7 separate regions of the Mus musculus genome follow, and regions 1, 3, 4, 5, 6 and 7 are each linked to region 2. A link is a contact called in public Hi-C, HiCAR-type, HiChIP or PLAC-seq and promoter capture Hi-C data. All regions are on one chromosome and are shown on one strand. Each heading gives the region's core, a stretch centred on a gene start, on an enhancer-like site or on the middle of the called end of the contact. The rest is flanking DNA. Distances are from core to core; before and after follow the strand shown.

The links. Promoter capture Hi-C pulls out the DNA fragments that hold promoters and counts their contacts. A called contact is a pair of places that touch in the nucleus more often than the background predicts. HiCAR-type assays count read pairs that join an accessible place to other places. HiChIP or PLAC-seq counts read pairs in DNA pulled down with a chosen protein or histone mark.
Region 1: a HiCAR-type map of astrocytes shows a contact between it and region 2, with 10 times the contacts expected there. The contact joins the enhancer-like site here to the promoter of Kirrel3 in region 2. A contact is called at or near these places in 12 of 39 promoter capture datasets (the 3T3-L1 cell line, the SN4741 cell line, embryonic stem cells and 6 more), 1 of 484 Hi-C or Micro-C datasets (liver), 19 of 115 datasets of contacts at active chromatin or transcription factors (SST interneurons, VIP interneurons, astrocytes and 12 more) and 3 of 9 other capture datasets (adipose tissue, embryonic stem cells and liver).
Region 3: a Hi-C map of cerebellum shows a contact between it and region 2, with 4 times the contacts expected there. The contact joins the enhancer-like site here to the promoter of Kirrel3 in region 2. A contact is called at or near these places in 6 of 39 promoter capture datasets (cranial neural crest, embryonic stem cells, hippocampal neurons and 1 more), 2 of 15 datasets of contacts at CTCF or cohesin (both in the NIH/3T3 cell line), 3 of 484 Hi-C or Micro-C datasets (cerebellar granule neurons and cerebellum), 12 of 115 datasets of contacts at active chromatin or transcription factors (the NIH/3T3 cell line, astrocytes, craniofacial prominence and 9 more) and 3 of 9 other capture datasets (adipose tissue, embryonic stem cells and liver).
Region 4: a contact with region 2 is called in a promoter capture Hi-C map of hippocampal neurons, with 6 times the contacts expected there. The contact joins the enhancer-like site here to the promoter of Kirrel3 in region 2. A contact is called at or near these places in 5 of 39 promoter capture datasets (the 3T3-L1 cell line, embryonic stem cells, hippocampal neurons and 2 more), 1 of 484 Hi-C or Micro-C datasets (nephron progenitors), 10 of 115 datasets of contacts at active chromatin or transcription factors (embryonic basal ganglia, embryonic forebrain, embryonic limb bud and 6 more) and 2 of 9 other capture datasets (adipose tissue and liver).
Region 5: a contact with region 2 is called in an H3K27ac HiChIP or PLAC-seq map of VIP interneurons, with 6 times the contacts expected there. The contact joins the enhancer-like site here to the promoter of Kirrel3 in region 2. A contact is called at or near these places in 7 of 39 promoter capture datasets (cranial neural crest, embryonic stem cells, hippocampal neurons and 3 more), 2 of 484 Hi-C or Micro-C datasets (cortical neurons and embryonic stem cells), 10 of 115 datasets of contacts at active chromatin or transcription factors (VIP interneurons, embryonic basal ganglia, embryonic forebrain and 7 more) and 3 of 9 other capture datasets (adipose tissue, embryonic stem cells and pancreatic islet).
Region 6: a contact with region 2 is called in an H3K4me3 HiChIP or PLAC-seq map of forebrain, with 4 times the contacts expected there. The contact joins the enhancer-like site here to the promoter of Kirrel3 in region 2. A contact is called at or near these places in 5 of 39 promoter capture datasets (cranial neural crest, embryonic stem cells, hippocampal neurons and 2 more), 2 of 484 Hi-C or Micro-C datasets (cerebellum and cortical neurons), 6 of 115 datasets of contacts at active chromatin or transcription factors (embryonic forebrain, embryonic hindbrain, embryonic stem cells and 3 more) and 2 of 9 other capture datasets (adipose tissue and embryonic stem cells).
Region 7: an H3K4me3 HiChIP or PLAC-seq map of embryonic basal ganglia shows a contact between it and region 2, with 4 times the contacts expected there. The contact joins the enhancer-like site here to the promoter of Kirrel3 in region 2. A contact is called at or near these places in 6 of 39 promoter capture datasets (cranial neural crest, embryonic stem cells, frontonasal cranial neural crest and 3 more), 3 of 15 datasets of contacts at CTCF or cohesin (embryonic stem cells, pro-B cells and stem cell-derived epiblast-like cells), 25 of 484 Hi-C or Micro-C datasets (the C2C12 cell line, the HL-1 cell line, the MC3T3-E1 cell line and 11 more), 14 of 115 datasets of contacts at active chromatin or transcription factors (astrocytes, embryonic basal ganglia, embryonic forebrain and 9 more) and 3 of 9 other capture datasets (adipose tissue, embryonic stem cells and liver).

Annotation. Positions count from the first base shown.
Region 1 is chr9:34,994,243-34,997,588 of GRCm38.p6, forward strand. All of the region lies in intron 5 of Kirrel3 (kirre like nephrin family adhesion molecule 3), which reads left to right. The region is part of intron 3 of Kirrel3os (a long non-coding RNA gene); the gene reads right to left. Among named protein-coding and RNA genes, the nearest start is that of Kirrel3os, 12 kb to the right of the region's middle. Within about 2 kb of position 1,824, at least 75 of the 459 cell types and tissues checked have an H3K27ac peak or open chromatin away from gene starts, as enhancers often do. A contact at or near this core is called in astrocytes, embryonic stem cells, forebrain and 4 more, where this site is marked.
Region 2 is chr9:34,487,380-34,491,015 of GRCm38.p6, forward strand. Kirrel3 (kirre like nephrin family adhesion molecule 3) reads left to right here and starts at 1,352. Exons shown (of 17, transcript NM_001190911.1): 1 at 1,352-1,779. The coding sequence starts at 1,725.
Region 3 is chr9:34,881,961-34,885,310 of GRCm38.p6, forward strand. All of the region lies in intron 1 of Kirrel3 (kirre like nephrin family adhesion molecule 3), which reads left to right. Among named protein-coding and RNA genes, the nearest start is that of Gm45955, 13 kb to the left of the region's middle. Within about 2 kb of position 1,406, at least 8 of the 459 cell types and tissues checked have an H3K27ac peak or open chromatin away from gene starts, as enhancers often do. A contact at or near this core is called in cerebellar granule neurons and cerebellum, where this site is marked.
Region 4 is chr9:34,808,516-34,811,801 of GRCm38.p6, forward strand. The region is part of intron 1 of Kirrel3 (kirre like nephrin family adhesion molecule 3); the gene reads left to right. Among named protein-coding and RNA genes, the nearest start is that of Gm33561, 45 kb to the right of the region's middle. Within about 2 kb of position 1,821, at least 10 of the 459 cell types and tissues checked have an H3K27ac peak or open chromatin away from gene starts, as enhancers often do. A contact at or near this core is called in hippocampal neurons, where this site is marked.
Region 5 is chr9:34,937,910-34,941,436 of GRCm38.p6, forward strand. It overlaps Kirrel3 (kirre like nephrin family adhesion molecule 3), which reads left to right. Exons shown (of 17, transcript NM_001190911.1): 3 at 1,203-1,352. It overlaps Kirrel3os (a long non-coding RNA gene), which reads right to left. Exons shown (of 16, transcript XR_003948304.1): 10 at 2,104-2,191. Among named protein-coding and RNA genes, the nearest start is that of Kirrel3os, 68 kb to the right of the region's middle. Within about 2 kb of position 1,537, at least 4 of the 459 cell types and tissues checked have an H3K27ac peak or open chromatin away from gene starts, as enhancers often do. A contact at or near this core is called in VIP interneurons and neural stem cells, where this site is marked.
Region 6 is chr9:34,910,010-34,913,708 of GRCm38.p6, forward strand. It overlaps Kirrel3 (kirre like nephrin family adhesion molecule 3), which reads left to right. Exons shown (of 17, transcript NM_001190911.1): 2 at 1,775-1,852. Among named protein-coding and RNA genes, the nearest start is that of Gm45955, 41 kb to the left of the region's middle. Within about 2 kb of position 2,197, at least 37 of the 459 cell types and tissues checked have an H3K27ac peak or open chromatin away from gene starts, as enhancers often do. A contact at or near this core is called in forebrain, where this site is marked.
Region 7 is chr9:34,963,602-34,967,400 of GRCm38.p6, forward strand. All of the region lies in intron 4 of Kirrel3 (kirre like nephrin family adhesion molecule 3), which reads left to right. The region is part of intron 8 of Kirrel3os (a long non-coding RNA gene); the gene reads right to left. Among named protein-coding and RNA genes, the nearest start is that of Kirrel3os, 42 kb to the right of the region's middle. Within about 2 kb of position 1,555, at least 18 of the 459 cell types and tissues checked have an H3K27ac peak or open chromatin away from gene starts, as enhancers often do. A contact at or near this core is called in embryonic basal ganglia and stem cell-derived neural progenitor cells, where this site is marked.

The DNA.
Region 1 (3,346 bases), core at 574-3,073, 510 kb after region 2:
GACCCAAGCTGAGGGGCTGTCTGAGACTGACCCCCACTCCCCATCTCCTTCCAGGAGTTCAGTTCAGCCAGGCAGTTTCTTCTCCAGAACTGCAAAGACAAGGGTCATAAGCTAAATAGGACTTCTGACTTACTTACAAAGACAGAGTAGCTGGGACTACACAGTACACACACACACAACCACTCAGACAGGGTCCACAGGAAAGTCTCCAGAACTGGCAGCTTGGGATCTAAGGTCTTCAGGATTTGTCACATTGTGGTAGTTAAGCACACTGATACTGAAGCTGGGTGGCCTAAATTTGATTCCAGGCTCCACCACCCTCTAGCTATGGGATCTGAACTTAAATTGTCTGTGACCTCGTCTGTATGCTAGGAACATAGTTAGCACCCAGGTCCAAAGATGGCTGGGGCCATGAGCAAGAAACCTGTGTGGCAGGCTGAGCCTGCAGTAAATACAGCTGTTGGGACCATCATGGGTCCTCTGGGTCCTCACACCTGGCCACCTGCATTTTCTGGATGCTGTGGTAGTATCCAAACACAGTAGTCCACAGGGTCCTGCAGGCTGGCCTTCCAGCAAGTCATAATGTTGGCTCAATCTCTCCATCTCAATCTCCCCCAATGAGAAATGGGATTGATAACACCTGTTAGGGCTACCGCAGGACTCAAAAGAAGCCACACAGCAAAGTTCCTTGCAGAGCTGGTGAGATGACCTTGCATTTGCTGTCGAGCCTGACTACCTTAGCTCCTTCCCCAGGATAGAAAGAGAGAATTAATACCCACAAGTTGTCCTCTGACTCCCACATGCACACTATGACATGTGTGTGCACACACACAATACATAAACACACAAACAAATAAACAAATGTAAATAAAATAGATATCCTGTCCTGGGAATCCTGGGGGGCATCTGGTATTCTCCCTTGTTCCTCCTGTGCTTGACACAAGAATGGGTGTCACAGGGCATGCATCTGAAATGTCAGCAAATCTGCAACTCCAGGGAGGGAGGAACTGGTGATAGGAATGGGCTTAGCCCCAAGGTCAACCTTCCCTGGGGCACTCTTCCCAACCCTTCTGCAGCTTCCCGGGGGAGGGCGACTGACCTACTAAGGGCCAGAGATGCAGCCTTAACACAAACACACACACACACACACACACACCACTCACACCACTTCTTTGTTTTCTCCACCTCAAGCTCCCTACCTACTCAAGGGGCTGTCAACCTGCCACCCCCTTGTCCCTACTGGGCATATGCTAAGGTGAGTTCCAGAGACCTTGCCCAGGAAAGCAATGCTAGCTCACACGCCCCAGGCCCTCACGCTCTGTGGTATACTCTGACTACTCCAGTCACTCCATCACTTTGCATCCGATTTGTCAAATTTAGGGAGCCCGGAATCTCAACCCTATTCTATGTTATGTGATAGCCACCTGTGCTCACCTTATCTATGAAAGACATCTCTTCTAGCCCTAGGGCAGAAGGCTGAAGGCGTGGTCTCATGCAAATGACACAACAAAGACCCGTGTTATCCACAAATTCCTATTCAGCCCAAATAACAACATGGACCCCTCAAATGTCTATAAAAGGGGAAGCAGAGAGATGATTTAAAAAAAAAAAAAAAAGACAGCAGGTGGGGGAGGTGAGTGGGGAGGGAGAAGAGAAAAGGCCTTGTTGCCAGGCAATCAGGCCTGCTCAAGGCCTCTCCAGGCTGTTTGCATATCAATGAGCAGCCCGTATTTAGTACCAGAGTTGGGGCACCCACACATCCTGCCTTGCCTTCAGGCTGCCCATCTCTGAGGGCTCAGTCTGGCTTTCCACTGTGTACCAGACGCCCTGGGAGGGTTGGAAAGATCTGCCACCCACACTGGGCAGCAGCCCCGAGTGCACTCAGCCCCCACAGTGCAGCCTCACAGACCAGTGCTGAGAAAGCAGAGCGGTAAATGCCTCAGTGACCTCAGGAACGCATCGAATCATTGGCGTTGGGCACACAAACAGGAAGCTACACCAGAGCCAGTTCTGTTCAGAGGGGCACCGAAAGCCTCAGATAGTTTCTCAGAAACCCGTGAGAAAGTTCCTTCGATGCAGTGAGTGGGCCCATGAACACCCACAAACAGAAGTGGGCATGCGCATGCGCGCAGGAGAGAGGTAGAAATCCACTCTTGGAGAACTGAGCTCCAATACAAACTTGACCACTTGATGCTGTCAATGCAAAAACCACGGGTTTTATCTTAAAGGGAACAAGAGAGAGTTTATTTTTGGAGCCATTTTGAACAACCATGGCCCAGGAACATGGATTTAGGTTACTTACTCCAAGTTAAGTGTTCTAACGTGATGGACGCTTCATGACGTTTTTTAGAGTTTTACGGAACAAAGAAAGTCATAAGTCAAGCCAGGTTTAAAATATATTTGTGGGTACACCAGAGAGGCGGGTACAGAGAGATGGGGAAAGCTTCGCTATAGGCTCAAGATGCTACCTTGAACCTTGGGGTTGGTGGAAGCTAGTGGTGTGCTAATTTAATAGATTCCAAAAAAAAAAGAAGAAGAAGAAGAAGAAGAAGAAAAAGTATCTATTAGTCACAGGTTATTAGTTCTTCACACAGAGGGGCAAGGAATGGTTGTTCCAGAGGACTAAAACAAGCCCAAGATCAGCAATTAGCATCTGGACCTGCAATCTTCCAGTTTCTCCTTCTTACTGAAGTTCTAATTAGTTTATCAGTCTCTGCAGACACAGCTGGTTTTCAGGATTTTTGTTCACAGTGCCTATATAGTGTATATATGCCCAGCGCCTGACCCCTATCTATCCCAACATGGGCTGGATCACTGTAGATCCTCAGGGGTTGCCATCAAAACCACATGGATAAGCTTAGGGGACTGGTAGGCTGGAGTCTGATGCCACAATAGCACCCACCACCTCCAAGGAGGTAGTGAGTCAAGGAACTGTGGCACCATTATAATCTTGTCCCCCACCCTAACCACAGAGCTGATTTGTATGCTGGGGAAAGACTCAGTGCCTGAGGTGTGTCCCCAGAGACAAACTCGGTGAGAAGAGAGGAGAGAGGTGAAGGGTATAGGGATGAGAGATGAGAGAGTCGGGAAAGCAGGTCTCTGATGGAATCAGCAAATGATAAAATGTCCCACTTGGAAGACACCTTCAAGGCCACCAAGTCTCAAGGCCTCATTTGCATATGAGAAAAGTGATGGAGGAGACTTACAAAAGAAGAACAAAGCAAGAGATTCAAAACAGAAGAAATTCAAAACAGAATGAGGGAAGAGGACCGGTCCACTCGCCACTCAAAAGACAATACGCGGATAGTCTGTGGGAAGGAGTCACATGTAACCAAGGGTCAGCCCT
Region 2 (3,636 bases), core at 102-2,601:
AAACATTTTTTAACATCCATGTGGAAACTCAGAGTTGGAATGTGCCTTGCAGTCAGCAAAGCCCCATATCTGTAATACTGATGGAAGGGTAAGAGATCCCTAAAAGGACTCCCTAAGGTCCAAAGACTGCAGAAAGTAATGATTGATTTTGTAATTGAATGTTGAATGACGCACATTGAGAAAGCATCTTTCATTTTCCCCATCTCTCCCTTTAGTCCCTCTTCACCCACTCTCTATAACACTGCATATTTTTATGTGTTGCTTTGTAAGATACTTAGAGTTTGTGTCTTGTATGCACTCAACTTCCACTTTGGATCACAAGCTCCTGGAGGCATGGTCAATTTTACTTTCCCCCATGGCATGCCTAAATGTGTATCAAGTAAATAGACCTAGAAAAATTCATGTTGCTATCATGGAGGACATGGAGTTTGATTTGAGTGTGGATTTCATGACAGGTAAAAGACTTGCAGGTTTTTAAGAAATTGTTGCCTATGACCTTGGCCTCTCCTTGGCAATCAAACTCACAGCACCTTTTGGAGAAGAGGCATCCTTATAGTGATGGAGTGCTCATTAGAGGAGAGAGGCTCAAATGCAAAGACAGACTGCTGCCTGTCCTTGTTAGGGGAGACACAGACTGGGATAATAGTAATAAATAGGTATGTGTCACAAACCTGCCTGCGTTCGCTCTTAACTCCTGCATTTTGTTTTCTAGGAGCAGTGCAAGCAAACTAAGATCCAAACACCCAGGGCTTATCAATTCCAACCCCCTCCTCCACTCCTCTACCCCCCCCCACACACACACATACACACAAACCACCACCATCACCCCAGTCACCACATCACACACGCACACAACACACACACACACACACACACACACACACACACACACACACCAAGAAAGTCCCCCAAATGCAAAGCCTGCCCTGCTTGTGCTTATCTCAACTCCCTAGCCTTGGCTACACACACTGGCTAAGTCCCTGCTGGGGAAAGATGCACCCCTGACTACCTTTTAGCCCAGTTGCCAGTCCCTAGTGCAACAGCAAGGCAGGCACATTTTGATGCATGTGCACGAGTCTAATCATCGGTAACTTCACTCCCGTTTAACAACATTACATCGTGTGAACAGAAAGTCACAGCTCCGCTCGGTGCTCACTATACGTTCTGGTCAATAATGGTAACAAAAGCAGAGTATCCCCCTGTTTAGGGAAAAGAAGAAAAGCACAGCCTTTCTGCAACCCTCCCGTTTTGCAAAGCGTTCCCCTTTCCAAGTGTTTCCTCTTTAATTATGACCTGTTTCCCCTCCCTCTTCCCCCCGCCCCAGCTTCTGTGAAAGGAGCCCTTCTGTCACTCGTCACTCGCTTGCTCGCTCGCCCGCTCGCTAGCTCGTTCGCTCGCTGTGGGAGGAGCCCGCCAGAGGAAGCCGTGTGCCTGGGATGCCAAGAACCAGAGAATGGATCTGCTCCGAGTGGGCACATTGCTAAGGATCCCGGCTTCCCGAGGCGACTGAAAACAAGCATTTGGTTTCGGCTGCCTGCAGATACCCGGAGACACAACGAGACCTAAGCGGACCAGAGGAGGGACAGACCGACTGACAGATAGATGGTCGGCGCGAACCCTGGAGGACCGGCGGCGGAGGCTGAGCACCGCGAGCCCAGCCGCCGCGCTTGAAGAGAAACTAACTGCACACCCAAGTTGCCCGCCGGCTGCCCGCGCGCTGAGGAATGAGACCTTTCCAGCTGGATTTGCTCTTCCTCTGCTTCTTCCTCTTCAGTCAAGGTAGGAACCCGGCGCGCCGGAGTTGGAGCAAAGTCGGCGGCGGCGGCGGCGGCGGCAGCGGAGGGCGCGGGTGGCTGAGGGCTGAGGGCTGAGAGCTGGGAGGTGGACAGGCTCGGGAACTCGTACTAGCTGAGGGTCTTGGTGCCGGCCCATTGGCAGTTAAGTAGCATTGCTTCTTTGCATTTGCAAATGCTACAAAATGGAACTGTGGGTTTCCCTTCGGAAGGAAGGGGCTGGGAGAACAGGGGAGGCTGCACTTTCTCGTCTTTCTTGTCCACGTCCAACTCCAACTCTCCGATGCATGTAAGTTCTTTATGCACCCGGTATATTAATTAGGTAACATCCGTGTGGCTAGGCCATTCGGAACTTCTGGGTGCCTGCTCGCCTTTCTAGCCAGGTTGGAAAAGGGGAGCCTGGCGTAGGTGGAGATTTCAGTTTCAGTAAGGTCTAACTTGCCCGGGTGTGTTTAAAGCAAATGTGCGAGGTCTGCACAGTTGCAGAAAGGGATGCGATTAGGGAAGGTTCTGAGGCGGGTATTTACAGTGGCTGGGGAAAAGAACGCTTGTAAAGAGTTACATTGAATGTCACCCATTTCCCTGAGCAAGGCTGAATTCTGAATCCTACCAAGCACTGGATTAGGTGTATGAAATGGAATTTCGCCCCTGGTGCCGATTGCTTCCTTTCTGCAATCCTAGCAGGTGGACTCTCCAGAAAGAACTTTGCTACCTCTGGGATCCTTGCCACTGAGAGTCATGGGGTGGGTCATGGTGGAGGGAGGACTAAGCACGCGCCTACTTAGCTAAAGGCATCAACAGTCACCTGTGGAATTAAGACTGAAAGAGCCAAGTCAACCCATTCCGTCCCACTCTTTTGGAATGGCAGTGCCACCTCTGCCATCTGAGGCAGCATGTGTGCCTGCCAGCACAGCTCTTGGAGGGACAGGACTTTCAGAAAAAAAAAAAAAATCCACAACAGAGAACATCCATCTGTTGATTAAATGAAGGGTAAAAGTTTTTAAGAAAGCAGAACATCGCCATGGGTGGCTGCCTGTGCAAACAGTGTGTACCCCTTGCTTCTCTTGTCAGGAGAAGCCAAATATAAGTAAAACCAGGCTTCCTTCTCCCTTTCCCCGGTCCTTGTTGTCACTGTAGATTTCCCACTTATCCATGCAGGTCAAACTTTGCAGTTATCACTCCTGATTAAACTCGAGGGACCCCTCCCCTTAGAAGTATGTATAAAGCATGTTTATGCAGATTTATAATGAGCTCACACTTATACATTCATATGGGTTGTGGGCATCTCCCCAGGAACCCCTACAGCAACATGAGGACAAACAGCCTTTGCACACACACACATACACACACATATAGTGACTCTCATTCTCCGTTGCCTCTTAACTAATTCACTTGGAAAGTTTCCTGTAGAATGTGTAAGAGAAGAAGGGGCCCTTACAACACACACACACACACACATACAGATTTGCATAGATTTTTTTTGTGTGAGCCTTTTGTATTTTTAGAAGCTTGATCAGTACTTTCTCAGATTGGCTTGTGCATCCTATAGGTGTCTAAAGTGCTTCCCTGCCTGCCTGAATCATTATAGAATGTATTTTCTACTGGGCTTGATCCTTTCTCCGTACCAAGCTATTTCTTGACTGCCTCATATGAATCTTTAAATATTTACCTACCAAGGGTAAATGCTCTGTTTCATCCACTCTTAGCTCTGAGGGCAGTAGGAAGAAACCACAGCCCCATGCAATCTGTATCATCTCCTGAACTCTTGGTGTTCTGAAGTTGGTTTGCAGTGTCCAACAATGGATGTTTAGTCCATAAAGTTCCAAAGCAGCCTCAAAAAGTC
Region 3 (3,350 bases), core at 156-2,655, 390 kb after region 2:
TGTCCAGAAGTGAGGGAGGCAGCCACAGTTGCTACTCCCCTCCCCAGCAGATGTGGCTGCCAGCCCAACCTCCTTCAGCTCTGGAGGGTTTGGAGGGCCCTTCATTGCCAGGATGCTATTTGTTGTCCCTGCTGCCAGAAAAGAAATATTGTCTCCTGCCGGAGCCACGGGAGGCTGACACCTCAAGAGGCTGTGGCACAGGGATGGCAGTGATTGCTCTGCATTTTGTCTGGTTGTTGGGAAGCAGATAGGGAATTGCACTTTGGGGTGTCCCCAGGGCTTGGAGAAACTCCTTGAAGAGTGTGTGCTAGGATCCATACCCCCAAGTGCTGCTCTTTATTGCAGCAGCAAGCTCCCTGCAGGCATGACTGATGCCTTTGGTTTCCCCTGGTTCCCTGGATTGTGCTCTCAGTCATTCCCAAGGGGAAGAAGTCAAGCCTCACTCAAAGCCATTCACTCAGCGGCATGCACTGTATTCTCTGGGGCACCTCCTGACCTTTCAGGCTGTGCTCTGAGTCAAACAACTCCCTGCCTTTGTGTGTCTTACCTTTGATCTAGGAATGCTGATACCAAAGCAAGAGCATGGCACATCGTACAGACTGTGAGCAGCACCAAGCAGGGAACACAATAGGCAAACCAGAGCTACCCTGGGCATGCATGCATCACAGGGCTCTAAAGGAAAACTTCACCCTGGGCTCCTTCCCACTCTGGGCCTCAGCAAGCCTCCCTCCCCTACCCCAATACCATGCCAGCCTGCTTTCCCAAGGAAGTAGACACCCTAGACACACCTGTTCCTACCTCTGCCAGCCAGACATCCTTCTCAGATGGATCATGCAACATGTATGTATGTATGAATGTATGTATGCATGCATGTATGGATGCATGCATGCATGTATGTGTGTATTATGTATACATGTTTGTATATAAGTACTACATATACATGCATGCATGTATTATGTATGTGTGTATTATATATACAAACATGTATATATTATATATGCATGTATGTATGTATGCATGCATATATATATCTCATTTAAGACTCTCTAGTAAAGTAGCAAGTGCATTTATTCCCATTTTGTGGATTAGAAAGAATGAACTCTGAGGTTGAATGACAGAGGCCAAGGTCACACAGACAGAAGTTGAGAAGGAGTTCAGCTTTCCATGAAGCCCTTGGTCCTCTGCAGTGTTTTCAAGCCCCTGACCTCCTTCCACCTCACACAAGCTCACAGCCAGGAGCACACCCTGTTCTGCTCAGGACAATGAAGACTCAGAGAGCTTCCATGCCTCGCCTCAGGTCACAAAGCTTGCAAACAGCAGACCAAGGACTTGCCTCCCATCTGCCGCACAGCTTGGAGCTTCTGCCTACATCCCAGACCCTGAGGCTTCCGGACAACCTCTTTCTCCTTTGAAAGCTCTCCAAAGACAGAGCTCCTCCCTCCCCTCCCTGCCCAGCCCTGGCTTTTCTTGGAGTCCTTCGTTGCCTGCATTCAATCAGCCTCATGAACAGTTAAAGAGGAGAAGGAGAAGGAGATAGATGGCAATAAGGATTGTGTTCAACTATTTTACTTAAGTCATAATCACTCCTAATCTAAATTTGCTGGAATGTATTACACAACCTAATCATTCACATATATTGTACTGCGGTTTCAATTTAGTGAAAAGTAAAAGCCATTCAGAAGGCAGAAATATGTTAAATGAACATCTCACGGATTCCATCCCTTCGCTAGATAAGGCGCACAGGGCTTTTTGATTCTGGGCTGCTGTCGCCTCCTTGGATTTGGTATATCCCTGGCTCCTCCCAGCACAATCAGAGGCTGAGGGAGCTGGAGCAAAACTAAGATGCTCTGGGCTTTAGGGTTAGGGCAAGGACGTGCTGGGGGACTGACAACGTGACGGCTCCATGGATATCTATCTATGTGGATTAGATACACTAGTTGGTCTACTGGATGTTCCTGCTCTTAACTTCCCAGCTGTATCTATGGCCACTCTCCCTCCAGCTCTGCTTCCCTTTGGGCAGGTGTCACCTCAACTGACTGTGACACACAGACACTCACACGCACATACATACACTCACACATACACACTCACATGCACTCACACATAAACAGACACTCATACAGACACACCCACACACATACACACACTCATACATACAAACTCACATGCACACACACATATGCATACACTCACACAAACACACACACTCACACACACACATACACACTTACATGTATATGCACACTCACATTCACACACACATAGACAGACACTCACACACACACATTCAAACATGCACATACACACTCACATGCACATACACACACTTACACACACATTCTCACATACACACTCACATGCACACACACACATGCACACACACTCATACACACACACACACACACAGCCTTTGCACATGCCATGTCCTCAGCATAGACTACTCTCCAGCCCCATCTTTATCTGTCTTTCTCCCATGATTCCTTTGGGTTCCAGCTTAGATAGCACACTCCTGGGAATGTACTGAAAGAGCGCCATGCCTGAGGAGTGAGTGGGAGGCTCTGCCTGCACTTATGGTGGATCGTGGGCCTCTGCTCATAACAACACTCCTGTCACTGTACAGGCTGAGGATCCCTTAACCAAAACACTCATAACCATACGTGTTTCAGATTTTCTATTTTCCATTGTCTACATTTCATGGACAAGAACCTAATCTAAACACAAAAGTCACTCATGTTTCACATATGCCTTTGCATATAGCTTTTAGCTAATTTTAGGCAATATTTTTAGTACACCTCTGTCTTGACCATGACCCATAACATAGATTAGATGTGGAATTTTGCATCTATGACATCACATTGGTATCCAAAAAAAGTTTCCAATTTTGGAACATTTTAGATTTCAGACTTTTCAGACCGTAAATGTTCAAACTGTTACGTTGGTTAGTCTCTCACACTAGACTGAGGCAGAGACTCTATATGTTTTAGAGTTGTGTTCCCCAGCTTAGCCATAGTATGTGCTCAATAAATGCAGACTGACTGGACCAACCATCCTGAGCCTAGACATAGTGACTTGCATTCTCCCAGGAGCACCAGGGTCTGTGCCAGACACCTGCCCCAGTGCTCCTTTGGAAGCTTATCCAGGTGCTGGCCTCAGCTGACTAACTGCCAGTGAATCCCCGGCAGATGAGTAGCCATCAGAAGTGACACCATGTGCCAGCTATTGACACAGTGCCAACAGATGGCAGCACCGAAACCCCCCACAGCTGAGAAGTAATGGTAAGGCTTGAGGCAATGTAAAATCTGGAGTTGAAGCTGAAATACACGAGTTCAGCTCCTGCTTCTGCCCTGTAT
Region 4 (3,286 bases), core at 571-3,070, 320 kb after region 2:
AAGCCTGAAGTCAAGTCTTAAGTGTTTCAGTCTGGAAGAGGCAGAATAACTATTTTCAAGCCAGTGATTAAATGATTAACCTGGGATACCTATAGACAAAGCAGGAAGTATATTCCTGTTTATCTTAGTCTATTTTCTATGGCTACAACAAAGCATCTGAGGGACTGGATTGTCTGTTTAAAAATTTTTTTAAAAAAGAAATAGACAAATTTATTTGGCTCACAGCATTGAACATGGGGAGGTTTAAAAGTTGGCAACAGAGTCCAGAGAGGCCTTCTCACTGTGTCCTGTCATGGCAGAGCATGCCACAGTAATACAAATGAAGGATGCCAGCTATGGTGTGTATCTCTAAAGCCACTTATACTATCACAGGGGCCAGACCCTCATGATACACCTAATTTTGATCACCTACTGTCTCAGTTATTTTTCTGCTTCTGTGATAAAGTACCCTGACATAAGTGACTTAATGGAGAAAGGATCTATTTTAGGTCACAGGTCAAAATACAGCCCATCATGCCAGAGAAGTCAAGGCAGCAGGACTTAGAGTAGCTGGCCCAACTCATTCACAGGAGGAAACAGAGGAATCAGTGCATGCTTGCTGCTTCTCTCATTGGCAGGACAGGGTTCCTTTTCCAGGAAATGATGTCACCTACAATAGGTGTGTGTTCCTAGGCCAATTAATGTAATCAAGATGATTCCCCACAAGCATGCCCAGAAGTCATTTCCCAGGTAATTCTAGATTTTGTCAAGTTGATACTTAACACTAATCATCACACATACCATTAACACATGATCTTGGAGGTTGAATTTACTGAACAGAAGCTTAGGGGAGATAGATCCAATACACAGCATTGTCAAAGGGCACTGGACAGCTGTGGCCCAGGCAACAGTGTCATACAGCTGCAGTTAAGGATGTAATCACAGCTCACTGACTCAGCAGTGGGCAAGCCTTCATGAGCCCTGAAACTAGTTCACCCATTCTCAAGATGTCCCACAAACTGGCCTGAGGCATAGGTAGAATTTATATAGATGACAGTCCATTAGGGGGCTCTGCTACAGAAGTGTCCCCACAAGCTGTAGCCTAAATTCTTCCATCTTCATTCCCCATATAAGAGCCGCTGTCCTTCCTCCCCCTCAGACTTCCATGTCCCTCTAACAGCCTTTCTCGAAAGATTCCAGGACACTTTTCTATGCTGAAAAGACAAAGCCTTGGCCCATGAGATTCCTCCATCTGCTTTACTTTTTACCTCTGCCTTTCTCTTCTTCCACGTTCCTCTGCCTGTCTCATAGAAGCAGTGGAATTCTGGGTGATCTTCTTTGTATTTTGTTCATTCTATATAGCAGGTGCTGGGGAAGATGATACAACACTGAGGGAAATGCTAATGGCCCCAGGAGAGGTGCACAACGCCCCTCTGATCCTCAAACCGGTAATAGAGTATAGAAGGTACATTATGGATCGTCTCATTCAACTTGATCTAAACAACCCCAGTATTAATGGAAATTTTAATGAAAAACTAAGCCTTGATTAGGTTGCTATGCACAATCCCCACAACACACAGAGTCTGGTTAATTTCCCTGATGTCGGGGCCTGGACTCAGAAGCAGAGACACACACTTACTCAGGCAAACTCCCTCCAATCCCCAAGCCACAAGCATTCCTCTGCTGGCCAGACCCTGGACACTGCAGGATTAGGCTGTTTCTCTAGGCTTAGACTGGACCAAGCACCATGCACTCAGAGAAGGGAAGCTGACTCCTCACGCCTGGCCTCCCCATTAAGGAATCCTGGCACCTCCAAGGGCAGCATGCAACCCTCCCACTCTCCTGCTGCTCAGATGGAATGAGGAGCTGGCTCCGGGGACTGCTGGGGCTCTGATGCTAGAAATCCAGGGGCTAAGAGGCTGTGACGTGCCACTTCTCTGTAAAGCTGCCATCCTCAGCTATCAGTGCATCTTCCGCAGGAACATCTGCTCCCAGGAGGCAATTTAATCATGATAGACAGATCCACCTATCCTGGGTAGTAGAAACCACCCTGGGGAACACTAGGGGCTGGAGGAAAGCAACAGCCAGTGACTGTCTTGATAAAGCCCAGCATGTCAGGGACAGTTTCCCCATCGTCCCTCACACTGCTACTAATGGCCCCCACATCCCATCCTTATGGATCCTGTGAGTGAAGGTAGTTGTGCTTTTTGTGTTTCCAATCCTACCAAGACAGTACGGCAGGCATGCGCTCTTCCGTGGGGAGTGGGTCTGAATAGAAATATGTGAGGAGAAAAGGAGAGACGGAGTAACTAATGAAGAGACAAACAGAGGGATATCTACCTAGCAGCTGACACGGAGAGCATGCTTGACACTTGGGGGGCTCAGTCCTCTGATGATCTGTTCTATAGCTCACTTCTTTGTTACAGCACATACTGCTCTGGCATGCCCAACACTGCCAGCACGTGACATCATCACGGCTTTGCCATGATGTAGCTGTGCCCCCCAGAGGACCATGTGCTGATGGTTTGGCTGCCAGTCTAGTGCTCCTAAAAGGTGATAGACTTGGGGGAAGGAATTTATGTCACTGGGGAGCTCACTGGTGAAGGAGAGGTGGGAACCCCGTCTTCGTTACCTTTCTTTGCTTCCCAGCCATCTTGATGGGGAAAGCTTCCAACATGGGCTCCCACCATGAGGAACTGCACCACCACAGGCCCAGTTGTAAACCAGACTAACCCTTTCCTCCTTTAAGTTGATCATCTTGGGCACTTTATTACAGTAACAGCTGAATACAGCCGACTTTGATGTTCTCCAACACCAACATCCTTTCTACTTCCATTTTTTTCTGTTTTCTTTCATAGTCAAGGTGTAGATCCCTCTAAGCCATGGACCATTGCTATGGTAATAGGCTATTAGTGACGGGGGCTCATTTTTGTTTGTAATGGGTCTTCAGGGTTGCTATTCAGCAGTTCCCTGACTCCCTGGTGATTGGCACAGAAACACTGCTTGGTCACAAGCCACAACTAGAAACTACCAGCAAGCAGAGCCTTCACCTTTCAGACCGTGGCGTAAATTCTCAGGGAGGATCTAACTTATTTATCTCCTAAACTTCCTAATTCTCTTCCTTTTCTCGACTTCCCCTCTTTCCTTACTATCCAGAACCCACCCATTTACTTTTTGGCATCCTATAAAGATGAGAAATGTTTCTTCAGAATCTTGACTTGATCCCAGTAAATTGAAGTGGAGCCTCCTGGCTCTGGTGCTCCTCCCAACACCTCAGAGGCTTTGGCTTGGTGTTTGTTTCTTTTGT
Region 5 (3,527 bases), core at 287-2,786, 450 kb after region 2:
AGTGATTTTTTTTTCTGCCCTAAAGCATTACATTGTCTCTAGGAGAAGGGCGTATGGAAAGCACTGACTGCAGTCATCTCAGATTAACAGTGACCCACTGCCCATGCTTTGTGGCCTCCCAAGAACACAAACCACATTATCTCCATACTTTCCCTAATTCCATGCTTTGGGAGCTGCGTGGGGAACAATTCAGCAGATGAGAACAACCCTCAGAGACAGAATGAGGCAGATTCACAGCCCCCAGCCTGCCACAGATAGCCATTGACAAACACCTTGGTTCCCAGTACTGCAGAGCTGTCTGCTGATGACCTGAGGGGTGCTGTTAGCACAGTACCCCCAGGCAGTACAGCCAGCATTGGAAGTACTGAGTCAGCTCAGCACTACTCTCCTCTGTCCCACACTTATGCCAGCCCTCCTCTCTCCAGGTAGACACGGGTGCTTACTACGGTTACACTGTTAGCAGAGTAATAATTCATGAGCTGATGCTTAAAGATGCACAGAGCCAGGCACCTCACATGTGCAGCAAACTACGTGTTTAATAATATATGAACCGATAGCTTCAATGGTCGTGCCATCTTGCTTTTTAGGTGGGGGGAGAGAGGCATGGGCTTCCAAGAGATTCCCAAGGGGGAGACTGTAAGAGCCAACCTTAGAAAATGAAACAAGGGGGCTGGAGAGATAGCTCAGCAGTTAAGAGCACTGGCTGCTCTTCCAGAGGTCCTGAGTTCAATTCCCAGCAACCACATGGTGGCTCACAATCATCTGTGATGGGATGCGATGCTCTCTTCTGATGTGTCTGAAGATAGCTACAGTGTACTCATATAAATGAAATAAATATTTTTAAGAAAAGAAAAGAAGACTCTAGGTAGGGATGATTACCAGCTCCTGCCAAGGCCCTATACTAGTCACCAATCACCTGGATTGCCAGGTTAAACTAGAGCCGTATGACTCCTGAGCAAGTGAAGTTAGGTGGGAGTTGAACACAGAGACGGGAGGGGGCATGTCCCGTGGTGGCTGGGGTTCATCACTGGGTCAGCACTAAGGTTGCATAAGAAGAGGTCTTGAGTCTGGAGTCTCAAGCCAGCCCCTGAAAGAGGGGAACTTGGCTAGAGTTGGGTTCTTGGGTCAGCCTGGCTCTGATTCCAGAGCATGTAAGGCACTGCTGGCCTCACTGACTGACCACTGTGCTTCTCCCTCCCCAGGTCAAGTCTACTCCTTCAGCCAGCAACCCCAGGACCAAGTGGTGGTGTCAGGACAGCCAGTGACTCTGCTGTGTGCCATCCCTGAATATGATGGCTTCGTCCTGTGGATCAAAGATGGCTTGGCTCTGGGTGTAGGCAGAGACCTCTCAAGTGAGTATTTCCAGACTTCCCCCACCCATACAAAAGGGCTCAGTACAGACGCTGCCTCTCATAACTGTTCCAGTATGGAACTCCATATTCCATTTGGGACTCAAATGCCCAGCCAGCTCTGCAACTCTCCTGATCCCAGGCCTGGATCTAGATCCCTAGGCATCCCAGGTGCCTCTGGCTATGAGTACTGATCTCCACTCTGGTGGCCAGTCCTAAACCTAGAACAGGATTCATTCCAAAGCCAATGTGATCCTCACAAAGTCTGATTCCGAACATCATGTGCTCCTGTTTCTTGGCCCAGAGTGAATCCTCATTTATCAAGGCATGATCCAGCCTCCCACCCAAGGAGAGAGCCAATGAACTGAAAACTCATAAGAAAATCTGCTTCTCTTAGGATTCATCTCATGATGGGAAGAAAAGACAGGAAGGGCTTACATTAACTGCCAACCTTGTTCAGCCACCCGGGCAAGCTGCACCGTGGGGGCCTCCTGCAGCTGCTACTGACTGGCACATCAACTCTGTAGTTTGTGCCAGGCCATATCATTTGGTAGCTATTGTGTGTGGCTATTTCAGAAGCTCATCCAAACACCTTGCCAAACTACGCTTTCCCCAGGGCATAAAAAACCCGCAGCCATTCCATGTCACTTGACCATTCTGTCATTACTCTGCCCTGGGCTGGGCGAACAAGGGCCTGATTGCTGGGCTGAAGTGCATGATGAAATTCAGAAGGACAGATCTGGGTGTCACTCACCTGCCATCTGGGAACATCTAGGAGTAGAGAATGGATGAGAAGTATGCATTCAACTGGGAAGTAGTTTCTCCTCGTTCATGCTGTACAGCTGCAGGAAAATAAAAATCGAAGTGCACTCAGAAACACTGGGGCTGGGAAATTAATATTTTAAAATATGAGTTATGTCTTGCCAAAAAAATGTATATTGAAACATTATAGCAATGGTCAATAGCAGTCACGGGCCTAATGCTGCAGCCCAGCTGAGCAGAAATAAAATACCCAAGAATATCTCCAAAATATACTGTGCTGCTGTAAAGTTTTAAGTGTTATGGGAACCAGCCAAGTTCAGAGATACTCAGCTCTGGTACCCTAGGGAGATGGGGAATGCAATGACCTTCCCAAAGGAGGATTGCTTCTGCCCTGGACAGTCGTAAGCCTGGACCAACACCAGGATGATGAGGAAGACTGTCTGGGCTCCTGGTCAGTGGTTATCAGCCTTTTGTTGGGACCTTGTCTCATCACTTAATGGCCAAGTGGAGCTCCCAGGTCATTAGGGACAAATCATAGAATTGATATCAAGGCACATCAATTGCATCTCTGATCTGAAGTTCCATACCTGGTTCTCAGGGATCCAGGATCTGGGTACTGATGCTAAAGACAAGTTGACCTGTGGCCTAAGTTGGCTTCCTCTCCAGCTTGACTCAGTCACTAAGGAAGATGGGCCCTAGACTCTCTGCTGCAGAGACCATAAGCTCAGGCTCCTGAGAAATATCTGTCCTGTGTTTAATCACCTATCCACAAAACACCATCCTGGCAGTAATGATAGGTTCTCACAGTTCCATACATACAACTTACTGGCCTGGGACAAAAAGGACAGAACAGAACACAGCTGAACTCAGCAAAGACTTGATAAGTGCATAAAACAGGAGATCTGAGGGCCCGTGTCGCAGTGTGACTCTGTCCGCTTTCATTTAACTGTGTTACCCAACACAGTATACCAGTCATGAGTCTCTCACTGACACATTAGTGTCTTTCTGGTCGCCAAGGCTGAGACACCAGAAAGAAAATGTTTGCCAGTACATTCTCAGGTGCAGATAGAGTATTTTCTCCTAAAAGGCACTTCTCAGATGTCTCATGAGTCTATGATTATCCAAAGGGAGCGAAAGAGTATAACCCCCTTTAATTGAAAGGGGAACAGGGTAACAGTTGAAGAAAAATAAATTGACTCAACTATCTTACTGATCTGGTTGGATGAGACCCTGCCTACTCTCTTCCAAAGAAAGACAGACACCTCTACTCTACCTTTCTGCCATTTGTACTTTTTTCACTGTGTGTGTGTATGTGTGTGTGTGTGTGTGTGTGTGTGTGTGTGTGTGTGTGTTATGTGTATGTATGCATGTGGCTTTTATTGATGTTAAGAGACACCATAGTCATAGCAACTCTTA
Region 6 (3,699 bases), core at 947-3,446, 420 kb after region 2:
TGAAGATGAGTGACCTGGTGTGCAGGGAAAGCACCCTCAGATCTGCCTCTCTGCTCTTCACTGAGAGTCAATAAATCCCTTTTTTTAAAAAATCAGGAGATCAAAGCTGGTGACCTCACTGGGCTACAGCATCCTCCAACCACCTGCCAAGCTTTGTCTTTCTCTAGGGTGTTTGCCTCTAAGCTTGACTTGTCAGTTCTCGAGGGCCCTGCGCTTCTTCTCATCCTGCTGTCCTCAGAGGCTAGACCTGAGCAGCACCAGAAGGCTACAGAGCATCCTGAGCAGAGGCAGAAGGGGGAATCATCCCACTCTGTTCGTTATCTGATACCCAAGCCACCGGCCAAAGACACATCCATGTCTTGGACAAATGTGATGGTGCTCAGTGGGAGCCTCCTTCTTTTTTCTTTTTTAAAGATTTATTTATTTATTATATGTAAGTACACAGTAGCTGTCTTCAGACACCCCAGAAGAGATTCAGTTATCATTACAGATGGTTGTGAGCCACCATGTGGTTGCTGGGATTTGAACTCAGGGCCTTCGGAAGAGCAGTCGGTGCTCTTAACCACTGAGCCATCTCTCCAGCCCTGGGAGCCTCCTTCTCTGAGAAGATAAGGTAGAAGTAGGCAAGTAGCAGAAACCCTGGCAAGATTCTGGGGAAGTGAGGAGCTGCAGTCATATGTACTCTAGAACAGTATTACATACCCATTGGTGCAGAGGAGGGTAGCTGTCACAGTTTTACAGCTTCTGAACAAAGAAGTAGAGATGAATCAAATGTATCAAGGACAGCCCCGCCCCCCAACACTGTTGAGCCTCCATTCACCCATCTGTGTGTCACATGAACAGCAATATCCCATCTGAGACAACAAAGCATTGCCGTTGGGAGTTAAAAATTAAAGTGGATGTGAAGTTGTTTCAGAAATCATGAAGTGCCCAAGACAAATCAGGACTAAAAGCCAAAGGAGTGGATAGCTTGCCCTCTAGTGAGGCAGACATACTCAAGTCCACCACTGACACACAATAGAAGCTGGTTTATAAAATGCTCTGGAAGAGATATTATCAGGCATGTGCTACCCAGAGTTGCTTTTCTGCCTCGTTCTTCTTGGAAAGCCAATGTGCTATGAGTCCTTGTGTATGTCAGCACTACTGACCCCTGTATTCTAAGTCTGAATTTCCCAAGTCCTAGATGCTGCTGCTAATCAGTGACTGCCCATAGGAACACACCAAAGTCAGCAACTGCAGATTCCCGCCCTTCCTGAAGGTTGAACACATTCTGTCTACCAATCATCTCTGTGTCTTTTCCTGTTCTCACTCTAGACATTCTCACTATTCCTCTTGGGTCACCCACTGCGTCTGATCATGCTGTACCACTCTGCACACTACCAGGTGTTCCTATTTAGCTAGTCTGGCTATGGTCTCAACGTGACCTGGGCATGGTCCTCAGCCTTAAACCATAAGAAGCTCAAGTATCCCAGAACAGTAGTTATGAGGATGCATTCCGGAGCCTACTTTTATGATCCTGACTCCAATGCCTCATAAGGCTTCTTCCTTAGTATGTCTGTCATGGAGGTGGTAGAAAATGGGAGGCACAATGCTCTGTGCCTCACATGATGCTGTGAGAATCTAGCAAGAACTATTGCCTCGAAGCTGTGCCTGGGATATAAGTGCTGTAGAAACGTTTTCTAAATAAGCATCCCTGCTGATCCACAGCCCCATGCTTAAGGTGTCTCTCAGACAGGACCCACTCCCAACTCACCCACCTATGCTTTCCTTCCAGAGCTTGGCCTCCAGAAGAGAGGATGCTGTCTGGTACTGGGCTACATGGCCAAGGACAAGTTTCGGAGAATGAATGAAGGTCAGTGAGAACCCCCCACACACACACCCTACCCCTCAGGGGTAACACAGGGAGGCGAGGGTATGCCTACAATTGTGTGTAGAGGAACCTGGACAAGGAACACAAAACTGCTCAGGAAGGAGAGTAGGAGGCTCAGCTCGATCTTCATGGTGCTATTTACACAGGGAAGAACAGCTGGTGCCAAAGCGTGTGGTGGTGATTCAGTATTTTTCGTTTGCTCTGTTCTCTCCCCCCCCCACCACCACGTGTCCCTTACTTCTCTATTTCTTCCCTACCTTTGCTCTTCTACCCACTTACACAGCTCATTAAAATCTGCTTCTGTTATCTTTAAATGTTCTCCCTCCTTCTCTTGAGTCATTCCTACTTTTTCGAATTGACAGCGCCTTATAGGGCACTCAGGAGAATCGTACAGAATAAGGTGGTATTATATTCCAAGAGCCTGCCTTTAGAGATCTGCCTACTTTCCCAACAGCACAGACTGAATTCAGTCTCCCACCCAGGGGTGGTTCTACCTTCTGCAAACACTGGGCCAGCATATATCCCAGAGGACTTGGAGAATGTATTGACTTTGACATGTGGACTGGGATGTGAGAATATCACTGTCACTTATGGGTCTGCTGTAATAAAGAGCCAATCCTCTCCATCCCCAGCCATCTGTCTCCATGCAGCTAATAACCCTCTTCATCAGATGCCACAGACTGTTTGTCAGGGTTCAAAAGCAGATAAACAATGTCCGGGGTACCATTTATTCATTAAAGTCAGACAAATGAAGTCTTGGCTTCTTACCACCAGCCTGGCTTGCCATGAGCTGCCCCCATCAGGGCTCATAGCTCCTGTAGCCTCTTTCCCACTCCAGCCAAGAAAGAGGCAGGACACCCCTAGCATCTGGCCCTGAGTTAGACTGTACACGGCCTAGTGCCTTCTCCCTCTGCTCAACAGCTGCCATCCACAACACTCATGCCTCTGTATATGGCCCAGACCAGAACCCTGGGCTAGCTATGGGCTTGTCACCAGGACCCATCAAGATGACAGTCTGCTAGGAGTTAGAGGAGAATAAGCAAGTCTAGGAATCTCTTACCACTTACATTCACTGTCTGCCTGTTCAAAAAAACCAACAAGCTTGCAGCAGCCACTTATCATGTGTAGGAGCCCCATGGCTGAGCACAGCCAGGGGTTGGGGCTGCATACTTTGTGGCAAATCCATCAGTCTTTTTCATTGGCTTTTTTTTCTTTCTCATCACCCTCTCTGTTTTCAACACTGCAGCCCAGAAGAGAGAGGTAGGCAGTAACTTCTAATTTGTGGAAACTGACAGCGGGGCTCTGTCCGTGGTGCTGAATAGACATGGTCTCTTGCTGGAGATGCTCATTACAGAAACAGGCTAGGCTCTCAGGGATTGGGCGAGCAGAAAAAGTCAGGAACTGAGCCGCCTTAGGATCGTTGAGCTCCAGGTATCTGACCCCAGCTTCTAAGTGACCAAGAAAATGAAGGAAGGGATGCTGAGCAAGCTGAGCCAACATGAGTGCTGTGCTACAAGTCTCAGCTTACAAAATGGAGGCAGACTAGAGGAGGCCAAGACAGTGGGGTAGAACAAGCCATGGGCAGTGGGAAGAACAAGCCAAGTCACAATGGGAGGAGGGAGAGGGATTTTCTTCCAGGCTAGACAGACTTGTTTCCCAAGTGCCAGACAGCACATTTTCTCTCTTCTAAAGTCCATGTGTTGTTTAAGCAAGCAAATGAGAGGCATTGCTCTGCTTGGGAGCTCTTAAACCCCAACCCATTTGCAGATAAGAAAGGCATCCACAAGCACAGGGACTGTTTTATGGTTTATAATTATCTCATAGCAATA
Region 7 (3,799 bases), core at 305-2,804, 480 kb after region 2:
GGAACTTGATGGCTGGAGGATAAAATCCCATCACAGTGACTTGAGCAAAAGCCCAACTAGCAAACGCCATTGTTTCTGAGGGTGTTTGCCAGTGCAGTGGGTGTTGGGACTGACAGAGAATCAGAATCAGAGGAAAGGGCCTTGAGCCATGCTAAGGAGTCTGAGCCAGGCAGGCAGTGGGGAGTCGTGGTTGGTGCCCAATGTGATAATGGATTCAGTGGTGTCCAGGATGGAGCCGTGCAGGATGCAGGACCTGGGATATAAGGACAGGAAGTGCTGGGTAATTCATTTCTGGCTAACAGAAGTAGGATGAGCCCAAGCTTGCACAGATACTTGCTAGAGGCAAAAGAAAGAGATGGTCCTGGAGCAAGAGGCATGAACCAGTGCAAGAGGGCCCTTCCATCTGATTTCGTCAGGGCGTTCATAGCAATGCCTTTAACCCGGTTGAGTCCAGCAGTGGCTCTAGCAGAAGTATCCCCATGCTGTGCTACGCAATGTTCAGGGTTGTTTTTGATGTTCCAGAAATTTCCAAGCCTCTATGTCCTGATGCCCTGAATAAATGAACTGATGGAGGGACTCCATGGTCACTGTAGAGGAGAGAGAAGGCCTCACCTTGGACATACATGGAGAAAGCATGCCTCATGGGGCCTGAAAACAGGAACACTCACCCACCAGCCCAGTTCCCCAAGCTGCTCTCTCTGGCTCTGTCTCCTTCGCTTACAGAAGGTCGGGGATGAGATATGAGGTAGTACTACCCTCACAAGCCCCCTGTTCCATGGCACTCAGCATGCCCCGGAGACCATTAGCACCTCTCGGGGAATATTTAACTGAAAACAATTTCTAGTCGGGATCTGTTATAATTACTAATTAGATCTGATTATAATTATCTTTCGCTGCCATCCTTTACCTGACACGCGGGGTAGTGCGACGCCTGGCAACAATTAGCAGCAAGTCTTTCCTGATACACTGGATGATTAGAGACACAATTGCAGGGTCGGGGGGAAGAACCTGGCTTATTAAAGGGAGGCCACTGTTTACCGAGGAATGTTGTGAACAAATTAGATTAAATTAATGAGAAGAAACTTGGAGAGAGGAGATGGGCTTTTTATTTTTTCTTTTTTGTCTCTGCTGATGACATCATTTGGGGGAAGGGGCTCTGTTCCCCTTTATGGTCCCCTTCTGTAACTAACCTCAGGCCTTCAAGGTTTGGGAGCCACCATCATTCGGCTAGCCCAGTCAGAGACCACTGCAATACAGTGGACCACATACGCAGTGTTATTCACTCTGTGGCTTTGGACAAGTGGCTTTGGACATGTTTGTATGAGAAAGAAGACAGTGTAAGCTAGATGCTATAGCCAATTATCTGCATGATCTCTGGGAGGGTGAAGAAAAATGTGGTGTACATAAAACAGGCCTACAAGCTTTCTTGGGGCAGAGAAAATAGGCATTTTGCAGTCTCTGGGTTCAGCTCCAAGACTGACAGAAATGGTAACTAAAGGAAGGCTTGCAGGAAGCCCCTCCCCCATGCCATTAAGGGGCTTCTCCCTCTCCAAGAGTGGCAGCTGCAAAAGAAAGGCTAACCAAGGCAGACCATCCCCCAGCAGACACACTCCCTGTGCGTGCCAGTGGGGCTTCATCAGTAAATTAAATCAGGGACTTTCCAATTAGTGTTCACTGTGAAGAGAGAAAGCTGGAAGCCTGCCGTGCATCCCAGGGAAAGTCAGCTCACCTCGCTAACCCCGAGCATCTCTGTCCATAAAAACTGCAGAGTGGACTCTGAGCTAATGCTGAAAAGCAGAGGAAAGATCCAGTCACTCTTGGGGACAGGGCCACATGGCTGTTGAGTTGTCAAAGTGGTCACTGTAGCCTGACAGATTGGGGGAAGGGGGAAGAGAGAGAATGAATGAATGAATGAATGAATGAGACTGTTGGTCTGGACTAACAGTGAAGTATCCTTGCTGCCACATGCAAGAGGGGCCAGGGCCATACCAAAGTCCATTTTCCTCCCCAGTGTGGTGCCTATACTGGGAGATATCACAAGCACACCCGGAGCTGCTAGGCAGGAGCTGCACCACACTGAATAATCTTTTCAACACAAGGCTTTAGGGCATATCTAAGTTACTTTTCTGTCGCTGTGATAAAATACCATGAACAAGACAACGTATTAAAAAAAAAAGAAACATTTAATTGGGGGCTCACAGTTTCAGAGAGTTAGAGCCTATGGCTGTCATAGTGGAACACATGGTAATAAGCAGGCACGCATGGGGCTTGAGCAATAGCGTTGAGCTCACATCTTGATGCAGAGAAAGCTGGCTGGAAATGGTGTGTGCTTTTGAAACCTCAGTGACGCATCTCCTCCAACAAAGCCATACCTCCTAAACCTTCCCAGACAACTCCACCAACTGAGGACCAAGTATTCAAATATATGAGCCTATGGGAGCCATCTTCATTCAAACTATCACAGGGGAGCTGACTTCTTACTTGGCTGCTTAGGGCTCCAAAGACCATGTGCAATTCCTACTTATGAACTTCCCAGAACAGGAGTGGTCTGCAGTGCATCTAAACCAGTGTTCTTCTCAAATATGAACAAGGAGGAAAGGAAGGTTCTGCAAAGCAGAGTAGGGTTTGCCTCAACCCTTCTCCCGTCATCCCTCTGAGTATGTCCATCCCTGTTCAGCCCTTTCTAACAGGTGATCTGCCTTGGTGACCCCCAAACCACAGCATTTTGTCACCAGAGTCTAAACATGAGTGTCTATGAGATACACACCTCACGCTTGCCCTTTCAGTGACCAGGGTCTTGGGCAGAAACCAAAGCAAAGGTTCCAAGTATTCCAATCCAATCTACTGGGCCTTGGAAGCCAGGAACTTAAGGGCAATTAATGTGCAAAGGTCTCGCACTCAGCTATGGTCTTGGCTGGTTAGACCAGCACCACCACACTGTCTCTCGGGTACTTGAGAGCAAACTTACAGAAACAGCATGTTCACAATCATGGATTCCCAAAAAGGCAGACATGTAGAGGCCTTGAGGACAACCCAGTATAGAAGCAGAGCTCCTCCCCTCCCTCAGGAGAATTATGTCTATCTCAAGACTTGCCCAGGTCTGCAGCTTCAAATCCCCAACTGCCTACACAAGCCTGATAACCTCTTCCCTGGGTGTTTACACCTAACTCAGCTTCTTCCACATGGAGCACTGCATCCCACCGCCACCCCAGTTCCACCAACCAGCTCCAGCCTGGCTTCAGCCTGCCTCCCCATCCTCCCTGGCCTTCGGAAGAGCCAGGGATGAGCATACGGATGCTCTTCTTTGTCATAGCACTAACTGCGCTTGTCCTGGGCATCTCTCCTCCAGCTAGATAGAGCCTTCGATAGTCAGAAACTGTGATTCTTTGTCCCTATATTTCCAAATCACACAATTCCTAGCCCTCCTTAGGAAGATCACTGAGCAAATGAATGATCTCCAAGGTCACCCACAAACTGAGGGAACCTCAACCTCGGCAGCAACACCCTGTATGCTCTGGAACCCAGAGTTGACCCTATTAGATGAAAAACTCCAGTAAATCTTGGGAGAGGGAAAGGAAGGCTCGGCGAGGAAGGATTTCCATCACACTTTCCCACACTAGCTTTGTTTCCTCCCCTCTCTCCTCCCTTCCTGCCTCACGTGGTCTTTGGAAGCCTTAGTTTTATCATTTGAAAAGAATGAGCCTAATGATAGCTGCCCATCCAAAAGTGTTGCTATGCAACAGGTGAGATCTGAACACGATCAATGCTTTATGAACTGGAAAGTTCTGAAAAGAAATCA